2 separate regions of the Cyprinus carpio genome follow, and region 1 is linked to region 2. Evidence: chromatin contacts called from public Hi-C data. All regions are on one chromosome and are shown on one strand. Each heading gives the region's core, a stretch centred on a gene start, on an enhancer-like site or on the middle of the called end of the contact. The rest is flanking DNA. Distances are from core to core; before and after follow the strand shown.

Region 1 (2,728 bases), core at 229-2,728, 36 kb before region 2:
AGGAGACTTCCACATCTGAATTACAGAGGCTACACAGCAAGACGCAAACCTCTGATCAGCAGCAAACATAGAAAGGCAAGATTAGAGTTTGCAAAAAAGTACTAAGGTGAGCCAGTAGAGTTTTGGAACAGAGTTTCATGGACAGATGAGACAAAGATTATCTATTATCTCAGTAATGGGAAAGCAAAAGTGTGGAGAAAAAAAGGAACTGCAAATGATCCTAAGCATTCAACCTCATCTGTGAAGCATGGTGGAGGTGGTGTCATGGCGTGGACATGACTTAACGAATGGTGGTGATAGCAGAATGAATGCAGAAGTGTACAAAAACATCTTGGCTACCAATGTTCAAGAAAATGCCACAAGACTCATCAGAAAGTGCTTCATATTGGATCAGGACAATGACCTAAAACACCCTGCCAGTTCAGTCAAGGAGTTTATCAGGGCAAAGAAATGGAAGGTCTTAGATTGCCCAAATCAGTCTTCAGATTAAAATCTTATTGAACATGAATTTCACCAGCTAAAGAGGAGACTAAAGGCTTCAAAGCACTTCAATGGATGAAACCAAGAATCTGGTGATGTCTGTGGGTGGCAGACTCACTGCTGTGATTGCATGCAAGGGATTCACAACTAAATATTAGCTTTTAAACTTTAAAAAAAAAAAAAAAAGTTCAGCTGTCCCAATACTTATGCTCACATCAAATAAGGGGAATGAAACTCAAATTGCTGTCGTTTTTATTTGGTAAAACATGAATGTGTTGAAACAGCTAATAATAAAATGTGACATTCAATTTTGTCTCATATTCATCTTTTAATCATATTTGCAGATGTCTTGACTCTACAGCAGACAAAGCAATTTTGTCTTTACTGTTCCAATACTTATGGAGGCATTGTGTGTATATATATATATATATATATATATATATATATATATATATAAATATATATATATATATATATGTAATATGTAATTAGTCTCAATGAGTATTCGTGCAAGCTCTAGTGTCCATGTGCAGACATGAAGACACACACAACCCCACAAATAGTTTTCCTTTAGCTTTTCAGCCAACTCACGAGAGTCAATATCCTGTTACTCCAAAAGAACATGTGCTGTTATTATTATTAGGCGCCCTGTTCTCCGATTGGTCTGTCGATATGGACCCAGGCGGTCGTCATTCTGTATGGAAGGATGTCCGGTAGCGCGTCTGATCTTTTTTGTTTGGGTGTGGGTGGACAGAGCACTGGAACATGGGTGGAGTTTCTCAGAAAATGTTGATTGAAGACTAGCTGGTTTCCTCGTCCATGTTGTACAAAGCAAGCAGCGGCGGCCCGATCTGATCTGAGATCTGTGCGCTCTCTGAGCTGAGTGCTTGGTTGGATTCCCTGTGCTGTGTGAACAGAGCGCCAGCTCCAGCCGCTGGGAGGATCAGGTTCCTCTTTAGCAGCCCGTGTGGGGAGCTATGCTCAAAGACACATGTTTATGTGAAAACATGGTGACAAGGATTATCTCTGTCTGTCTTTCATAGTCCGCTCCTCTAAATCATCTGCTTTCACCTATGATAGTGCTGTAAAGAGAGCTGGCAGCCACACAGGCCTGTGTGTGGTCCAGATGAGCGCACTGGCATCGCTCTGCACAGGTTCTGTCCTGAGAAGAACTTAACCTCCACCTCACCCTTTGTTCACCACTTGGGCCTTTTCCAGATAGCAATCTGGCCACTGCCTGTTCATTTGCTTCTGTAAAGGTGCTGACACATACACTAACAGTCAGAGTTTAGAAACATCTACTCATTCTGTAATGTTGTTATTATTTTCAACATCTTGAGTGTAATAGTAGAATTTTCAACCAAATTTGTGAGGTGCATCTTGGTATGCTTTTTAAACAATAATGAGGTTCACATTCGTTCTGGACTGCTTTTGCTTTTCTATCCAGTTTCCAACTACAAACATTATTATTATTATTTTATTTTTGGAGCACAAAACTAATTATTTTTCTTTGCACTATTTTTCCAAAAGTAAATAAATATTAAATAAATCAATATTTCTGAATATTTATTTACTTATTTTTAATAGTTTTTAGGAGGAAAACATATGCAGGTACATTTTAGAGGGGACTTATTTAACACTATTAAGATTCAGATGTGTCAAATCACTGCTCATCATAGCATATGTTTTTCCACAGCTGGCTCTCTGACAGATAAGTGTTAGCAGCAGGTTGTGCTGTAGTGTGTGGTATATGCACTCATTAATACTCTGAGACCACATGCTGTTATATTAACTTGAGGACTTCTAGTAATGGTGTTTACAAAGGCAAATATCACTACAGTATATACTGCATATACTAAAGAGTCAGGTATTTTTCAATAAAAAAAATTAATAATTGTTTTAGTTGAGATTACAAGAAGGGATGCACAATATATCACTACCATATTTTCAGATTTTGAGAAGCTAGTTGTGCATGCTCATTTCCACTATTTTTACATTTAGATTGAAACGGATTGATTTCAGATTTAAGTTTGTGTTTTATTTTTATTTATAATTTCAGATCATTTTAATATCAACCATTATTGGTCATAACATGAAAATATTTATGTCAAACTGGGTTTGCGAACCCCTGGAGGTTCTGAGGAAACTGCATGAGGTCAGTGAATTGAGGTTAAGAAATATTAATAATGAATTCAATCATAACAATATGAAATTGAAAAAAATAGAAAAAAAAAAAAACAATCAATAC
Region 2 (2,746 bases), core at 242-2,741:
GTAATTAAAAATATATTCAACTAACTGCATTAAATATAAATTTAATCTACAATACAATTTCTTTTAATTGCAATTGCCATGTATTTGTGGGTCTGAAAACATTACATTCAGTTCGCACTTAAGTATATTCTTTTTAAAGCGTATTGTTTATGTAATAAATACTTTTTTTAAAAGAATGCAAAAGTGTACTCTCTTTTTCTCAAGGATATGCTTGAGAAGGAAGGAGAAAACGCTTCCTTTGCTGATGTTTTGTCCAGTGTAAAGTCCAGAAGCAAAACCGCTTAAAAAAGTACTGATCCAGATCAATGGCACATGTCAAAATGGCTTGATGGGATCCAAAATGCAGTTGCACAGATCCATGAGGGCGACTACAGGACACCACAGGATGGTTTATTATGCAAGCTCAGAGTTTGTTCCAGAAGGAAAAGGGTGGGGTAAAGTGATCACTTGGTGCTTAACCATTAAACACGAGAACGCTTCTAGAGCAAAAGAGAAAAGTGAACCTTCCTATGCATTTAAGAGCAATCAAACACAACCCTTTCACATCCACTCATGGTGCAATCCTTCCTCAGATTCTGCATGCATCCCATCAGTACTTCAACACAAAGGAGGGTTGGATATAATAGGATTCAGGTTAAGAAAAAAAGCAATGTTTACGTTGAAACTGAAACCCTAAAGTCTCCACAGAACGTCCGAGAAAGGCTCTGGTTGTCTGTTATTGGCTGGAGAGTTAAACCTTCACGCTGTGATCAGATCCAGACTGTCTCTGGGTGTCTGACTGAACTCTCTGCTGCTTCACAGCCTCCAGTTGTAGGAATGAACGTACTGTGAACTTGTGAAGAGCTATTACAACTGACTACTAGTGACAGGCTATCAGAAAAGTTTCAAGGTCTTTTAAAAGACGTTTCATGAAACCCGGCTGTTCTCTGTGCTTGTGTGCAGGCTCAAGTTAGATTAGATAAGATTATGCACTGTAACGGGACTTCAGTCGTGATAACGCGCTCCTATCATGCTTCTGGAATAATAAAGCGCCCCAAGCCCTCACGCGCACTCACTCTCGGAGTCGCTGATGCCGCTGTCGCTGACGCTCGCGCTGCTGCGTCTCTTCATGGTCTTCAAGTGCTCATCATATCTGAAGTGTCGCTTCTCCACGGGGGACGAGAAATCCTCAATGACAGCGTCGAATTCACACAACACGGCGTTCAGATCGTCAACGTCCTCAAGAAACGCTGGAAAGCAGGAGCAGAATAAGTGCCATACAGCAACAAACTATCTCCTCAGTGTAACAGCACGTTTAACGAGCCGCGCTGAACTGCATTGAAAATACTTGACTTACATTTGCTCTGTGACTTCATCTTTGGAGACTTCATCTTCTGCAGTCCTTGTGTGTTAAACTCCGAAATATCCGATGTAAGACAGCTCTCCTGTTACTGCACGGGCTGTGTTTCTTAAGCGCGCGCACTGCGCCCGGGGGGTCGTTTTAAATATCGCCCGGCGCTGAGGGGAGGCGTGCACGTGGGAAACGCGCCGCCAATGAGACGCTCGCGCCTGGTTTAGCCCTCCGCGTGAGTTATATTGCTCCGTGAACTATGTGTTTGTAAACAGCTACATCAGTACTGCTTTATTTTTAACCGTGACTCCATCATGGGCACCCTTGTGCGATGACTTCAAATAACATACACTGCGATGACTTTTAAATAATAAAGTTACAGGAGAAATGGCTTACTGTGTGTGATGTCATCCGACATGAACATATATCTGAAGATGCACTGCGGTTCAAAAAGCCTTCAGGAGTGTATATAGTATAATTATTATTTTCTCCTTTCCCCTTTATTTTTCCCCAAAATAATGTATTTTGCAATGTAAGATATAAATGTGATAATAAATACCCCAGAAGTACTTGGTGCTTCACCAATTATTTTCATATTTTGAATGTACTGTGTGTTTTCATCAACATAAATGCGATTACATATAAAGAGGAAAGTCATACAGGATTAAAGGTCAAAGGTTAGGATGATGGTTTGGATGTAATAACATAACTGGATGTAAAACACAATGCTTTATGTCTGTATAACCTAATCTTTTTCTTTTTTTTTTTCTTTTTCTTATTTTGGTGTTAAATTCGAAGTATTTCCATTTTCTGTGTCATGTCTAATCGATGCCGATCCTTTTACTTTTTTTATTCACAGATTCTCAAAACTGATCTGGTCCAAGATCCTGCAGACATCTGGTGGTGACTAAATGTATGTGCAGTCATGCTATTTATTCGTGGCAAAGAAATTGGATTCAGATATACAGTAGAACCATTTTATTGGTCGAGTGTGTTCAGATGAAGAATTTGTTATTGATTTCAGAAGAGTCCAGTTCATAACATCCAGACAGATTAGAACTTTAAATGTCAGTTTATGCTTAAGAAATCTGTACAATCTTTGACTACTATGCTGAATGTGACAGGAAAACATTTCATACTGTCAGCACAGGCAATTTCATAAGGCCAGATAATACTTTTGAGGCCTAACTGCTTAATCGTATACAGCTAAATCCTGCTTTTTTGTTATTTTTAGTGGGACTGTGGGATTTATCACTTGCAAAAGAATTCTTCACACCTCTGGTGTTGGAGTTAACAGGTAGACACATGGTAAATCAAGACATGTGTTTGCAGCTGCACTTGCCTGCTGACTTTAGGGTTTAAGTGGACATGGAAGGAGTCAAAGACGACACTTACTACCCGAGATCTGTTCGGTTC

What was found. A called contact is a pair of places that touch in the nucleus more often than the background predicts.
Region 1: a Hi-C map of skeletal muscle shows a contact between it and region 2, with 2.6 times the contacts expected there. The contact joins the enhancer-like site here to the promoter of LOC122146079 in region 2. A contact is called at or near these places in 7 of 8 Hi-C or Micro-C datasets (liver, red blood cells and skeletal muscle).

Annotation. Positions count from the first base shown.
Region 1 is chrA9:6,370,286-6,373,013 of ASM1834038v1, reverse strand. The region is part of intron 15 of LOC122134016 (von Willebrand factor A domain-containing protein 8-like); the gene reads left to right. Among protein-coding and RNA genes, the nearest start is that of LOC122134016, 26 kb to the left of the region's middle. Within about 2 kb of position 1,478, at least 1 of the 8 cell types and tissues checked has an H3K27ac peak or open chromatin away from gene starts, as enhancers often do. A contact at or near this core is called in skeletal muscle, where this site is marked.
Region 2 is chrA9:6,334,281-6,337,026 of ASM1834038v1, reverse strand. LOC122146079 (regulator of cell cycle RGCC-like) reads right to left here and starts at 1,491. Exons shown (of 5, transcript XM_042763281.1): 1 at 1,337-1,491; 2 at 1,056-1,229. The coding sequence starts at 1,370.